Regions from separate parts of the Hordeum vulgare genome. Here region 2 is linked to region 1. The links are chromatin contacts, called in public Hi-C maps. All regions are on one chromosome and are shown on one strand. Each heading gives the region's core, a stretch centred on a gene start, on an enhancer-like site or on the middle of the called end of the contact. The rest is flanking DNA. Distances are from core to core; before and after follow the strand shown.

Evidence for each region. Hi-C and Micro-C count contacts between places; a contact is called where the count stands out from the background.
Region 2: a contact with region 1 is called in a Hi-C map of leaf, with 2.2 times the contacts expected there. The contact joins the promoter of LOC123448783 here to the enhancer-like site in region 1. A contact is called at or near these places in 3 of 6 Hi-C or Micro-C datasets (leaf and seedling).

The regions. Positions count from the first base shown.
Region 1 is chr4H:414,839,396-414,843,874 of MorexV3_pseudomolecules_assembly, forward strand. No RefSeq gene overlaps it. Among protein-coding and RNA genes, the nearest start is that of LOC123448783, 290 kb to the right of the region's middle. Within about 2 kb of position 2,201, at least 2 of the 3 cell types and tissues checked have open chromatin away from gene starts, as enhancers often do. A contact at or near this core is called in leaf, where this site is marked.
Region 2 is chr4H:415,133,292-415,137,770 of MorexV3_pseudomolecules_assembly, forward strand. It overlaps LOC123448783 (transcription factor TGA2.2), which reads left to right and starts at 2,716. Exons shown (of 11, transcript XM_045125788.1): 1 at 2,716-2,918; 2 at 3,345-3,378; 3 at 3,485-3,678; 4 at 3,944-4,054.

The sequences.
Region 1 (4,479 bases), core at 951-3,450:
CGAGCGGCACAACACTGCATGTCGCTCTATGTTTTCCAAGTCGGATGCCGCATCGAAATGGTCTATAACGACCCAGACCTCGTACCGCATGGACCCTCGACCGCTTCGTCACCACTGCAGAGATGGCCACGAGTCACTGCCACCGCCTTGATGGCAAGCTCGCCAAGATCAGGAGTGTCGCTAAGTGACTCCTCCACCAGCACCGCCGGGGGCAAGCCTCTACCATGTCTTTGTGTGCGCCGTCGGCATTGGCCGCGACAACCCTCCGGACCAGACAGTTGGAAGCGGCTCCTTCGCGAGCGCCAAGGTGCGGCCGGATAAGGCTATCGCGGTCCACCAATACCATGCAACCACTGGAGGGACCTCAGCTAGAGTGCGGTCGGGCAGGGTGGCCAAAACTATGAGATGGTCATCCACTACAAGGTATAGGTTATTCTAGTTTTTAGTAAAGCAACTGAAATATCGATCATTTATATAAATTATCAGCAAACTTTAATGAACTACATTGGATTTGCTTAAATTTCATCCGAATAATTTGTATCGTATTTAAAATGTATACGGCTAACTATGAATGGATGGCTCCCGCATCCGTATCCGCAGACTCGTCCCCGTGTATGGAGATGAATGAGGTGTCTGGTTTGCGAACGAGCATTGGAGATGCCCTAAGTGGACCAAACTTGTCGCCTTCAGCCTCTCCAATTTGTTAACTAATAGGTCAACCATGGTTGCGTTTGAGAGCGAACTTTTGATCCGCTAGAAACAATGCGTTTCCACAACCAACATGTAAAAATAGTTGCATCTATTCATCGCTCATCGTACCTTCAAGAGAAAGAAAGGAGGAAAACCCCGGAGACCCAGCTCATGCTCAGCGGCGTGTTTTTCTTTGGAATTGGAAGTAACCGAGTAAACAGTAAACAATGCGTTTCCACAAAGGACCTCCGGCCACAGATCAGTACGCGCACAAGCTAAGACAAAGAGCCGATCCTTTTGTCAATCTGAAGCGCGAAACGGTGCCAGCTTGCTAGCTCGTACTCCGACTACTGTAGTACTCCCTACGTTCCTAAATATAAGCCTTTTAAGCGATTTCACTAAGGGTCTACATACGAAACAAAATAATTGAATCTATATTTTAAAGTATGTCTATATACGGATGTATATAGTCCATTAGTGAAATCTCTACAAAGAATTATATTTAAAAACGGAGGGAGTACTTAGCACCGCGGCAAACCCGGTCCCTAGTCCATGGTTGGTCAAGAACTGTTCAAAGTTTCGGACCGACGGAAAATGTCTCCCCTGACCTGATTTTCGTCAACTGCCTACGACTCAAGCAATGGAAGCAGCATACTTCATTATTGGTGCTCTCCCCTATCTCTCTATCTCGCTATTTTCTACTTCTTCCGTTCCTAAATATAAAATATTGTAAAGATTTTTTTATTATAGACTACATACAGATTTATATAAATATATTTTAGATTATAGATTTATTTATTTTGTTTCAGTAGTCTATAATGAACTCTCTAAAATGTTTTATATTTAGGAACGGAGGGAATAACATATACAAATACTACTTACGACAAGCAGAGGAAATTAGTTCTGTGGTCACCCTTGGTACGTATGATTAACGAACCTAAGCTTTCCATTTCAAAAATGAAAAACTAAGCTAGCTTTGGACGACGGCATAAACTAGAACCTAATCCATCACCGTCATATCCGAAAGAGTCCTGCAAATAAGATGGTTTGTTTAATATGCCTGACCTTCTAGAGGCTGCCGGATTTGATGACTCCGTGTGCAAATAATTTGATGTTCATGTCACAGTCAAAAGAAAAATTGATGTTCATTTCGATGGTAAACTAATTGATGTTCCTGTCATTGAACTTTGTAACTATTAAATGTTCATTTCGATGGTAAACTAATTGATGTTCCTGTCATTGAACTTTGTAACTATTAAAAACTGGACATCTGTTTTATAAGTACTTCCTTAATATTACTTCTTCTGTAAACTAATATAAAAGCGTTTAGTTTACGGAAGGAGTACAATATAAGAAATTTTTATAGCTTTGAAGCAATATTTTATGAAAGGATTCGCTTTTTAGGTGCGGGGTGCGTCCAAATTTGAGGTCATGGGTTAAATGAACCCCGTTATTGGCACAAAGTATCCAGGCCGGCCCAACGTTCAGATTAGCCCAAGGCTTTTCTTCAACTAAGATTTACTGTGTATACCTGCACCGCATCGAGAGCTGTATCTCGCTTATAGCAAGAATAGCTCTCATCTTGCTGAACGTTTTTCCTGATCTCCTGTTTCTGGACCGGCTCGTTTCTATTTCTTTTTTCCTATCATTTATTCTGTTCATTTTTTTCCTTCTCAGTTTTTCCTAATTTTTGTAATTCTTTTTCAATGGTTTCTTTTCTTTTTTGGTTTTACTTTGTTTCTTTCCGTTTTCCATTCTTTCTGCACTAGTTTCATCATTTTTCATTTTCTGTTCCCTTTTTCTTTGGCATTGTTTCTTCTAAAGTTTTGAATTTTTCTTTGTTTCTTTTATTTGCATTCTACATTTAGTGTATGCATCAAGAGTGTTTTTATAATATATGGTCAAAGTATATTTTATATTTATTTTTAGCATTTTTTAAATGCTCAAATAATATATTTTTAAATACTTTATTAACATTTTTAAATACATGATCACATTTTTCTATGCATATTTTAACATTTTTAAATACTGGATTAATAATTTCCAAATATAAGATTATCATTTTATTGAAACATGGTCAACATTTTCTACACACATTTAACATTTCTGAAGGCTTGATTAAAATATTCTAAATAATTATTTAATATGTATTTTTCAAATTCTTAATTAATATTTGCTAAATACATGATCAATTTTTCAACACACATTTTACAAAAAAATTATACATGAGAAACATTTTCTTTATACACATCTAGCATTTTAAAATGCTTGTTAACATTTTATATGGTCAACACTTTTTTTACATGTTTCAAATGGCTGGTTAAAATTTTCCAAATACGAGATTATAAACAAAAGTATAAAAAATGGAAACAAAAATACATGAAAAAAACTAGGACGTGGTCTCCCACGCCACTAGGCAGGTCCATTTAGAGAGAAGACTGACCTAAGAGCATGCTAGGTCTTGCTATAAGCGAGGCGCTACCCCAATTTTTTCTTAACAAAATATACGATGGACATCTAAAAGTTATCCCAGAAAGATATGATAAAAATATCTAGTTTATACTCCCTCCGTCCCAAAATAAGTGCCTTAAGCTTAGTACAATTTTGTACTAGAGCTAGTACAAAGTTAAGACAGTTATTTTGGGACAGAGGGAGTATTAGATAATAGTAAGCATAGGTGATGCAAGGGGGCCATGCAAAAAAATAACAACGGATAATGTGATAACTAGAACCATGGACACACTTATGACCATAAACAAAGAGGAAATTGCTACCAATGTCGAGATATCTTCGCGGCAATACTGATTGAAGTGAATGACAAAACTTCTACTGATTCATAGTTACATGTACAATATATATGAGATGGAATGAACGTGAGGATCTAGAGAGACGGTGGTTCCCGAAGACTCGGAGAGAATTAAAAGATGTTTCGGTTGCAGATGTCAAACGGATGACGAGTGGGCAAGGGGAGAGTTTTGACTAATTAATTTGTACTAACTAATCACAACAATATCCCTAATTTATGCTTGTACATGTAGAATCATCACATGATTGCCCAATTAGTACCATCATCTTGAAAGATCATCCATTGTAGTACCATCACCCGAAAGAATTCTACTTCATAAGTTTTTCAATTAAAGTACTTGACGAGGACACGAAACATGAATTCACAAAGAGAAAGAGGGTAATATGACTCTTTGAGCAGAGGTAGTCCAGGAAGATACTCCCCCTGATTCCTAGAAGTCTTGGAATCTTCGCATACCAATTTAATGAACATATTTTTAAAATGTACAAGTTGGTAGACACTTGGTAAATAAATCAAAAAGATTGTTGCATGATTTAACTTGCAAGATTCTTATTTCCTCCTATTCTTGAGTTCCCCGAGGAAAACAACTTAGGAACATTATGCTTAGTGATGTTGCTTTTGATGTCTTGTTTACATCTCTGCAACACAAGCCACATTATGTGCCTAGATATATGGTAGAGCATTTTCCACATAATTGGCATATGTGGTTTATCATTCTATCGCTCGTGCAGTGACTTCCTAAGCAAACAGTTTTTAACCCCTTTTAGTGATGCAGTTTCAAACCGTCATCTTATCTGTGTGAGTGATAGGGTGGGGGGCTCCATCGCACACGCTACCAAAACTATTTGTGATTTCGGGGAAATCCCACACAATTTAACATAAAAACTATGTACAATTTGAATTAGCATCATATCGAGTTATTTCACAAAAAATGGATGTAATGCACAAGTCATTGCACACTATTAAAAATATAAAATTGTGTC
Region 2 (4,479 bases), core at 1,466-3,965, 290 kb after region 1:
GGTAACCAAAGGTTCACTCAAATATCATTCGCATGCTCACAGGGATCGACATGGACGTCCATGGTTCCGCTATCCATCATTGAACAAAGGAGTTCCGTTCATGTGTATGAGTTACGCAACCAACGATGTCACAAGCTTAAGGCAATCATTGTCTACTAAGTGTTAGTAGGACGGGAGTGATGAGAACATATCTGTTAAATTGTTTCATAAATATTCGAAATTGTTTTGAGAGGATCTGAAAGCGTTTTGGGGTCATCGGAAGGGTTTCACACATTATCGGTTAATACTGGGTATTATCAATAAATAATATATAAGAGGAAAATGTTTCCAGTGATTTTAAATTATATACAAAAGGATATGAAAATAATTAGAACACCTTTTATATTTTATTTAATATCAATGGACTTAAAAGGCTAAACCAGAGAAGGTAACTTGGGGCACAAGGGCCCGAGACCCCACTGGAGGTGGTGCCTCCTTTCCCACTTGGGGAAAGGAAGGATGCCGAATTGGAGGGGAGCCCCCCTCCTCTTGGTCGTCCAAGGAGGGAGTCCTTTACCTCCTTGTGTGGCGCCCCTCCTCCTCCCATCCACCTATATATAGTAGAGGATTTCCACCCTTTTGAGACAAAAGTTTTGGAGCCTCCTCTAGTTCTTCTAGTTCTAGTTTTAATTGGTCCTAGTTGACTAATTACAGCTAGGGCTAGTTCTTCTAATCATCATAATTAGAAGACCAATGTGGCTTTAATCTCCTCCCTCTAATTCTTTGCCGACCATTAGCTCTGGACGACGAAGCACCGGGATCGTGAAGGTTGCACACTTGCAACCAAGTAGACAGGTCGTGTTTTTGGTCTTTGGTTCGAGAGACTATTCATGGGCGGTTCACGAGATTGTTCATTGACGGTTCAAGGGACTCCAAGTACGGTCTACACTAACACGCTCTTCTTTTGTTGCAACTCGATGACGATAACGATCATGATCCCAATCTTTATTGTATCTTCATAGTGTTCTTAGTTGATCATAGGGCGATTTTTTGGTAGAGTAGCCGTGCTCCAAAGACCCTATCCTACTTCAGAACTCTTCTCCCTTTGATCAAGCCCTTGAAGTTGAGAATGTGCTTCACCTTCCGTCCCATTTCCTGTTGGATGCTCATGATCATGATCATGATCATCTCGGCTTCTTCGTCCAATTTGACAATCGAATAACTCATTTGAATCATGCCATCAAGCTATGTCGAGCCTCGCCTGATAAACCATGTGAATCCATCGTTTTGCCTACAAAACAATCACGAAAAACCAGTCGAATACTTAAAGGGCAAGGGGCAAGCTAAGAGTTGTCGGACGTACCATGGTGGTGTCCGGGCCGACGACAATGTCCGCAATGGTGAGCACGGATGTGAGGACTATTGTGGTGGTGCTGGCGGGCTCTTAGGGCTTAGTACGACGACAAAGCAAGGGTGGCACTACAGCTAGGGGAGGACCAACACGCAAGAGTGAGAAGAGGGGCGGGGAACAAATTGAATCAGTAGGTTGGGGGAGGATTTGGTGCAACTTGGGATGGGGTCGGCATGTCTGGTCCCACATGACGGGCACGTCCGAGCTTACCCATATCCGTTTCAGATTTGGGCTGGATATGAGGGGCGCCGATCAGTCCGGGTGTTTAGGGCCGGTACGAGGAGCCCGTCCTGGATCGTATTTTTTAACCAGTCAGAACCGTCCACCCGGATGTATAATGAGGATTTGAGGCGTTCGGTTGTAAATGCTCTAAGAAAACATGCTAATGTCTCGACCCACCTTTGTGCAAAGAAATCTTGCATTGTGAAGGTCACGAAGTGTTGGATGAACTCCATCTGGTTTTCTAGTCACAAACCTAGCCGATAGTGCCAGAGTCGTTTCATACGAAAAGAGTTCTTTAATTTTGCTGGAAAAAAAAAACTCAAAAGACGTCTGTTGCGAGTTGTGAGAGTTTTTTTTATCTTGATACAACAACATTTGTAAAGAAAAAAAGACAAGTCGAACAATAATTTTCCTTCCTGAAGGGACTAGCTAGATGACAGTCGTTTGAAAGAGAATTTTGGGTCAACCAGTCTGTTATAAGTCATTGGATGGAAAATAAACGATCATATGCTTTCCTCAACCTTCAACCCTATCTCATGTTCATCTTTTTTCTCAAATTGTCCGACTTACCACCGACACAACCACCTGCTGCCACCGCCCTGTGGCCGGTGAGGATTTTTTTCCGAAGAACTTGCATTTAAGATAGATAATGAGGTTGTCTGTCACTCCATAAATGTTGGAGTTGTTTGTCATCTTTTGTTTTTTTGAAGGCAGTCGTTTGTCATCTTAAGATAAACCGACAGGGATTTTCTGGCTCGGCGGCGCATGCTTCTTCCTTTCCTCCGTCGACTGTTTTTTTTTTCCGAAATCGAACGACCCAAAATGCTTTTCAGGCGAGTGAGGCTAAACGGACGCCGAACAGCGATTTATGACGTGCATATGTATATGATTTCATGGCTTATTTTCCCTGTAGAGATGGAGAAAGTCCATATTGGAGTCGTGCTTGAGCGGCCCAGCCCCAGGTGGTAGGAAAGCAAAGCCGAACGCGGACCTCCCACTCTTCTCACCAAACCCCACCGCTGGCGTGGGCCCAGACCCCACCCGTCAGCCGCCGTGCTTCAGCCCTTTGACTAGAAGCCCACGCACGCACCCCACCCCGTCGTCGCCCCTCTCTCTCCCTTCTGACCAACCCGGCCGCCCCAGTTTCTTCTCCTCTTCTCTCTCTCCGCGCTGCCGTCCCGACCCCGTCTTCTGCTCCTCCGCTTCACGCGGCGCCGGCCGCCGGCCGGTCTCGTCCAAATCCGTACGCCGAGCGGCCTCTCCCTCCCTTTCGACCTCCTCCCCTGCCGCAGACACTGCCCCCGTGGTAAGCGGAAAGCCCTAATCCTGCTCTCTCTCCTGCCTGATTCCTTGGCACCACCTCCGATTCCATACAATTGTCGCGTTGGTGCTGCTGGTTGGAGCTCGCGAGATGCTTTGAGGTCGGGCTGGAGACGGCTCTTAATTCCGAATTTCTTAGGTGTTTCCCGCTGCTTTGGCGCCGGCTGAGCTGTTGGGGGAGGTAGGCCGGCCGGCCTAAAGCTTAGTTATTGACGCTACGAGCTAGCAAAAAACTGTACTTGCCGCTTCCTTTGCCTTGAATTCTCTCCCGTCCCTGCTGTTGTCCTGCTGTACTTGTTTACTTTTGGAATTACTTGCTACTATAAGGGAAGGGTACGATCTGCCAAAGTGCCTAGGCACCTCGAATTTCCTCACCGTGGCAGCTCACTATCTCTTGCGTGCTTCTCTGCAGATCCCGTGCCTACAGATAATTTGACTTTGAAAAAGTAAGATATGTCTGCGCTTAGACTGCTGAATTTGTCACTGCTGGACAGCCTTTACGTGCGGTGCTAACATGTGTGGATATCTGTTTGCTTTTCTTGTGATGGATAGGTGACGGCTCTGGCCTCGGAGTGATCTCTGACACCTAAAGGATACAGGCGCCCTTATTACCCTGCTTCAAGTAAAGGGACAACAAAGCGATTTGTTGTCCCGTTGTTTTGAGCTGGAAAACCCCCGGTATGGCTGATGCTAGTTCGAGGACTGACACATCCATAGTTGTGGACACTGACGATAAGAATCAAAGGGTAAACCTTTTTTTCTCTATCCATATCCATTAGGCACCTGGTTTGATCTTTTGTGGAAGCTAGGCAGAGAATTGGAAATAATGTATGTAATGTGTCTATCCTGAGTTGTGGTGCATATAAAAGTGTAACAATAGGTGAAAACTGGTACTGTATTAGATAAAAGATATGGTAGACTTCATTTGTATGAAGCGCACACGTTTAACTTGGATGGTTTTGATGCCAATGCTTGATGCTTCTTTTGCCATGTCCATGTTACCATCTGCAGATTGTTGTACACATTTGCTCCAGTTCCTAAAGAAACAACAAACTTCTTAAATTACATATCAACTTGCAAAAGTGAACAGGACTACTGCTGCTGCACTATCAGTTTCATCAGGTGGGAAATATTCAGTGTGGAATACATTAAAGTGTGAAATGTGTGAGTATTTTGGATACTCTGCCCCATTTTTTTGACAAATAGAAGGGCTGTTCATGATAATTTATTATCACCCCCTGCATTTTAAACATAGCTGACTAAGCATGCCCCCTATATTTTAGATATGAACACCGTATTAGCTATTAGGGGCTGATAAATGATCTATATTCTCCTCAAGTTGTTACTACATTCCATAGGATGAATGAACAAATTCTAAAACCAACCATACAAAACGCCAAATTGTGTTATTGTCTGCTGAAATGCCTGTTAAATTCTGGTGCCAGTTGACATCCATAAGATATTACTGTATTAAGCTTCTGCGTGCTGTTGCATGCCAAACTTTCGTTTTTTTCCATATATATAGTGTAGCAGAATTTTCTTATTTT